Regions from separate parts of the Mus musculus genome. Here region 1 is linked to region 2. Evidence: chromatin contacts called from public promoter capture Hi-C data. All regions are on one chromosome and are shown on one strand. Each heading gives the region's core, a stretch centred on a gene start, on an enhancer-like site or on the middle of the called end of the contact. The rest is flanking DNA. Distances are from core to core; before and after follow the strand shown.

Region 1 (3,449 bases), core at 916-3,415, 110 kb after region 2:
CTATTCAGGCATATGAAACATAAAGGTAAATAAACATAAAGGTAAATAACTATCACAAAGTAAGCATTTATTTGTTTCTCCCTAAATGCATATCTAGGAAACATCTATAGTTTATATCATAAACTTTTCACTCAAGGTAGAACTGATCTAGTAGGGTGTGGTGGCGCAAGCCTTTTTAAATCCCAGCACTTGGGAGGCAGAGGCAGGCAGATTTCTGAGTTCGAGGCCAGCCTGGTCTACAGAGTGAGTTCCAGGACAGCCAGGGCTACACAGAGAAACCCTGTCTCAAAAAAAACAAAAAAAGAAAAGGAAAAAAATAAAAAGAAAAGAAAAAAGAAATATAAGTAGAACTGCTCTACTACATACTTAGTATTATTATCTTATTGCCATGAAATTCACAATCAAATCTCAGATAGTAAAATAATTTACCAGAGCTGGGCATGCTGGCTCATGCCTTTGGATTAAAAAAACTAAAGAGGGGTCTGGAGAGATGGCTCAGTGGTTAAGAGCATTCATTGACTGTGCTCCCAGAGGTCCTGAGTTCAGTTCCCAGCAACCAACCACATGGTGGCTCACAACCATCTGTAATGAGATCTGACACCCTCTTCTGGGGTGTCTGAAGAGAGTGACAGTGTACTCACATATATTAAATAAATAAATCTTTTAAAAAAATATGCTTAAAAAAAACTAAAGAAATTAATAACCAAAAAAAAAAAAATAATCCACCAGTATACATGGGCTTTGATAAAAACTCCATTTGAAGAGCTAATCAATATGTTTAAGTAATGTGTCTTAATTGTATTTTATTTTTGAGACAGGGTCTCACTGTGTAGCCCTGGCTGGCCTGGAATTTGCTGGGCTCCCTCCACCTGCCTGCATCTGCCTCTGCTTCTGAGTGTGAGAACTGAAGATGCAAGCCCCAGCCCCGGGAGGAGCAAACGTGTGGGAACCATCTTATATCTAGGCTCCAGCAGCAAACCTGGCCTGATATAAAATCCCCTTTTCCTTCGGCTTTCGTCTCCATCTTCCAAAACCAAGAGTTTGATATAAACAAGTGAAAATAATGAAGCCTCTCAAGGGGCAGGGATAGATGGATCTCAGGATGTCAGCCTGGTGTGCAGAGTGAGCTCTGAGACTGCGAGGTTAAACAGAGAAAGCCTGTCTTGGAAGCCCCAGAAGGAGGTGAGAGGAGAGAAAAGGAAGCAAGACTCTCGGTGTCAAAAACGTTAAAGATATTTCCTCACTAATAATGCCTATTATCTTCTCATCAAGGATTTATTCATTATATTTCCAGGCACCTTGCCAATGGCAAGAACTCACTAGAAATATTCATATTTGAAAAGAAAAACATAAAAAAGATTCCCAACTTCCAGTAAACACAGAGACGACAAAGCTACACAGAACATTTGGACTTACATTCTGTCCCTCCGGCTCTAGCTTGGGAATCTTGTGTGACCTCCGCTCTTCGGATCGAGATGACTCGTGTCTGTTGCTCTTTTTCCTCTTTTCCTTTCTGCTTTCATGCTTAGACTTTGTGTGCTCGCTTGCCTGTACTTCATTTAAGAGGTCTCCACAAAGGGAAGACTCAAACAATTCCCTGCCATTCTGGATAGTTTTGGTTATTTTTAGTTTAATCTCGGGTGAGCCTGTCTTCTTTGGAATCACAGTTTGTGGTACCGAAGGAGGAGGAGGAGGAGGAGGAGGAGGAGGAGGAAGAGGAGGTGGCTGAGGAGGAGAAGGTTTTTCCAGAATTTCATGTGGTCTTGTGTTTGGAATTTCTGAATGGTAATAGTCAGTAGGGCTAAAGTTTCTAACTGCACCAAAACCGTTGGCTGACCCATTGGGATACTGATTATATGGCGGGTATTTGGTTTGAGTTTCATACAAGCTGATTGATGGTGGGTAGCCATTTGTGAGCGGAGGAAGGTCTTCTGTTGTAGGTGGATATTGAAAACCTTGTTGCAAAGTAGCTTCAAAGGGTGTCGGGCCACCATCTTCAACAATGTCACTGTGGTTATCAAAGGCATCCTCCTGGCGGATGTTGGCCGAGTCAATGAGTTGAGGTGGTTGCTGAATTGTGTTTCCCATGATCCCTTGCATGAAAGAGAAAGAGAAATCCATTGTTCTGCTCCAGCATCCTTAACTTTCCCTTTCTCTCATCGAGCCTAAAATTGAAGAGAATTAAAAAGTATTAAAATTCTAATAGGCAAGAAGCCAACCAAGGATTATACAAGCTCTTTATACCTAATTTTCACATTCAGATATGCAGACATTAAACCTACATCATTCTGACATAAAGCAGATAGCATCAGCTATGGAGCCCAGGCTGTCCTTAAACTGGGGAGTCTCCTGACTCATCCTCCCAGGTCCTGAGATTATAGAAACACACCACCACATCCAGAAAAAAGTCCTGCTTACTTCCATAGCAACTTTAGGATGCATAAGTAATCTTCACACATGTATACTTTACTCCTCCTCCTTCTTCCTTTTTTTTTTTTTTTTTTTTTTTTTTATTTTAGAGAGGGTTTCTCTGTGTAGCTGTGGCTGTCCTGGAACTCACCCTAAGGATCAGGCTGGCCTCGAACTCACAGAGATCTGTCTGCCTCTACCTCCTTAGTGCTGGGATTAAAGGTATACACTACCTCTGTGGCATTATACTATATTCTTTAAACGGTTATATAGTAAACTGTAGTATCAATTTAATAGATTCAACCATGTGTGTACTATAAATCAATTAGCTGCTTACAAGTTTTTAGTATACAAACATGTCTCCAGAAAAAACCTTTTGAGTCAGGGTACCACCATGTGACCTACACTGTCCTCACAGTCATCACTCTCCTACCTCTGCCCCTGAGTGCTGGGATTACCGGCATGCACTACTACATAGCCACTCTTGAAGACTGTTCCCTTCACCAGGGTACACTATCAGACGCCTGCCAGTGCATGACTGAGGTGGTGGAGACAGACAAACCTTGAGCTGGAGGCAAACTGAGCAATAAGTAAGGAGACTCTGTCTCAAAGAGAAAAAAAATCAAACTATAAATCTGTGCATATGTGTATTCATAGAGGAAAGATTTTAAAACTTTTTATCTAGCTGCACAATTGTTCTATTGGCCATACTCTATCAATTTATATAATCATATTACTAGTGTGTAAAGCTGTCTAGTTATCTATACTCTTGGCCATTATCTAGTTGTTTTTAAAGTGGCATATATAGCAGAATCATTTTTAAATGCATATCCTGGTATTTTACTCTTGAAGATTCCAGTTTAATAAAGTCTGTGTGTAGGGGGTTAAAGCATGAGTATTTTAAGACCACATCCCAGCTAATTTTGATGCAAGTTCTTTGCTAGATCACTGTAGTTCATCACTGTATTTATTATACAATTATGCGATGTACTACAAGTCTATGAACATGCCCACACTAGGTAACAATGTTTAATGTAGAC
Region 2 (3,169 bases), core at 159-2,658:
CCCTACAGTGAAAGGAGAGCTGATACCTGAAAGTTATTCTCTGAATTCTACACATGAAGCAGCACATACATGACACACACACACACACTGCATTGGCTGGTTTTGTGTGTCAACTTGACATAGGCTGGAGTTGTCACAGAGAGAGTAGCCTCCCTTGAGGAAATGCCTCAGTGAGATCCAGCTGTAAGGCATTTTCTCAATTAGTGATCAAGGGGGAAAGGCCCCTTGTGGGTGGGACCATCCCTGGCGGGTAGTCTTGGGTTCTATAAGAGAGCAGGCTGAGCAAGCCAGGTGAGGCAAGCCAGTAAAGAACATCCCACCATGGCCTCTGCATCAGCTCCTGCTTCCTGACCTGCTTGGGTTCCAGTCCTGACTTCCTTTGGTGATGAACAGCAATGTGGAAATGTAAGCTGAATAAACCCTTTCCTCCCCAACTTGCTTTTTCGTCATGATGTTTGTGCAGGAACAGAAACCCTAACACACACACACAGACAAATATATAAATGTAGTAATTTTTAAAGGTCGGAGACCAATATGGGGCTTCATAGCAAGGCCATCACAAAACAACAACAAAAAAAATCACACAAAAAATGGTGTTACATTAACGTGCAGATATTGGTGTGTAGGTGTTGACTTGCAGAGACTATGTGGTTTTTTTAAAAAAAAAAAAAGTCCACGTTTTGTTCCTTCTCAGTTTCTGGGGGAAAAAAAAAATCTCGAAGCCTTGTCTTATAATCAAGTTAGAAACCAGCAAAGCCTCTTGTCTTTCCTTCCCGTGGCACCTGCTAGTCAGGCGCTCCAGCGACAATCCGCATCTCTAGCCCTGCCAGTCTCCAGAGCGCTGGGCTTACGTGAATAGCCACCGCCATCACCCTACATCAACTAGGTCAAAAACAAAAAACAAAAAAGCCAACAAACAAAAACCTCATTTGCTGCCTCTTACAGCATCCGTATTCTGTCAGACTCACCTCTTAGGCTTTAGGGATAACTTTGACAGCCTCTCAATCCAAATAGAGGGAGGGAATGGAGGACAGACAGACAGACAGAGCCTTCAGTCACCCCAGTCCTGCCCACCGGGGTTGCCGGGACCCATGAGGGGTCAGAAGGTCCGATTTTCCTCCTTCAAAGCCTCAGCGCAGGCAAGGCCTCCCGTGCGTGTCCCCCACGCCCCTAGCGCGTGCCCGGCGCGTGCCCGGCGCCCGACGTCTGCCCGCAGGAGGAGCCAGGTCTCGCGCGAGTCCCCCAGTCCTCACCGCACATCTCGCGACACTTCGGAGGATCTTTCTGCGCCTCCGGCTCTCACCGGGAGCGCAGCCTCCGCGGGCGCACTGCTCTCCTCCGCTGGAGCGCTGAGGAGCCCGCGGTGTGGGGATTGGGGCGCGGCCGCAGGCTCCGCCCGTCCGCCCCGCCCGGCTTGGGAGGTAGGCTGCAGCGGCGATGTGGCCCGGGCTCCCTCCGCGAGGGCTGAGAGCGCGAGCGGCGGTGTGGACGAGCGAGTCCAGGTCCGCGCGGGAGCCTGGGCCGGGGCGAGCCGGGGGTGGAGAGGCTCCAGTGTGCACGGTATCCCGGGGCATCCGTGGACGGCTCGGCTGCTCTCCTAGATCCCGAACTCGGAGCCCCGAGCTGGCGGCGGGAGCAGGCCGAGGTCTCGGGAGGATAACGGGGAGGCCCGGGGAGTGTTGGTTCCTGAGCTGTGCGGTCCGACCGTGCCCGGTGCAGCGATGCCGCTCGTCCATCTCCCGTCCTGGGCTTTTGGGTTCTGCTTCTATGTCTGCAGCGCTAGTCCGCCGGGTGCTTTAGTGCTGGGGTCGGTGGGAACTCGCCCGACATCCATCGCCCCGGGGGCAGTTGAGGTCATTTGTCACTTTTCATCCGAAACTCTGGCTCTGCGTCTCGGTGGGTCGATGCGCAGCTATAGCCTGCAGGCAAAGTTTCTGTTTGGGCGTTAAATGTACCAGAGCCCGTATTGAAGCACACTGGGAGGATCAGCCAAAATGGTTCTTAAGCGATTAGTTCTGTTTTCTGTATAGTAAGATTCCAATAGTTATGTAAATGTGTGTGTAATTAGAAATGTACAATAGAGCCTGGGGCCTTAAACCTACCTGTTATTACTGTCTGACACACTAAATGGTTTGTAGTGTGCACACCTGGAGGTAGGAAATTTCCAGCCTTCGCTGGTGCTGCTACTTTTATTGTGAAAATTGTGGTAAAACACCCTGTTGCAATCAGTTTTGACCGTGTGTTTCTTGACATTTCTGGGTTTTCTAAAGAGCTTGTTGTATGATTAGACATTTTTTAGTTTTCTAAGGAGAATTGGAAGCTCAGTATAGAATGATGGAGCTGAACATTTTGTTTCTCTCCCCAAATAATTGTGTGTGTATAAAAATTATGTAGCTTTTAAATATTGCTGTTTTCAAGAACAGCTTCCAAAAATGGTTATTGAGCATATGAACATTACAGTGTTAATAGATGCAAAATAATTCTCCTGATAGTTTTTTTTATTTTGTCTTCTAGAGCGAAATGTCATCGGGGGAATCACACCAGGAGCAGCTGTCTCAGTCAGATCCGTCCCCATCCCCGAACTCTTGTAGTTCCTTCGAACTCATAGACATGGACGCCAGTAGTTCCTATGAACCCGTTTCTCCACATTGGTTTTATTGTAAGGTACTAGATTCCAAGGAGCTCTGGATTCCTTTCAACTCTGAGGATTCACAGCAGCTGGAAGACGCATATGGCTCTGGTAGGAAGAAACTGATGACTCTAATAAAAACTAACAAGTAATATCCTCTACTGTGATAGCCACTAACATGAAATTTCAGAATTACACCATTTTCATCCTTTTAAAACTGTATTAAATTTCTGCATAGTTATCAAGTATTTTTCTCTATTCTAGCTTGTGTTTGACTTTTTAGTCAGAAAGTTTGTGTGTAGAGTCGTCACATTGCAGACTGAGCTAACATGTCGCTTTTGTTCTCATGTAACAAAGTGTTAGTGAGGATATATCATAATTGCTATTAATTTGCCTTTAATCCAAGTAAAAACTTCAGAAAAAATCTATGTATGTATCTGTATGAGACTGTGAGTGTGTGTGTATAAGTGTGTATAAGAGGCATTATTGTCTTAGAAGAGGAAAAATGTTCAGCTAGTATTTGCTTTTTTCATTAAAATA

The links. Capture Hi-C pulls out chosen DNA fragments and counts their contacts.
Region 1: a promoter capture Hi-C map of liver shows a contact between it and region 2. The contact joins the promoter of Nsd3 here to the promoter of Ddhd2 in region 2. A contact is called at or near these places in 4 of 39 promoter capture datasets (cranial neural crest, hematopoietic stem and progenitor cells, liver and 1 more), 1 of 115 datasets of contacts at active chromatin or transcription factors (embryonic stem cells) and 3 of 9 other capture datasets (adipose tissue, embryonic stem cells and liver).

What each region holds. Positions count from the first base shown.
Region 1 is chr8:25,639,293-25,642,741 of GRCm38.p6, reverse strand. It overlaps Nsd3 (nuclear receptor binding SET domain protein 3), which reads right to left and starts at 2,165. Exons shown (of 23, transcript NM_001081269.2): 1 at 1,417-2,165. The coding sequence starts at 2,121.
Region 2 is chr8:25,752,519-25,755,687 of GRCm38.p6, reverse strand. It overlaps Ddhd2 (DDHD domain containing 2), which reads left to right and starts at 1,408. Exons shown (of 18, transcript NM_028102.1): 1 at 1,408-1,502; 2 at 2,515-2,740. The coding sequence starts at 2,521. Gm17484 (predicted gene, 17484) reads right to left here and starts at 1,208. Exons shown (of 2, transcript NR_154462.1): 1 at 969-1,208.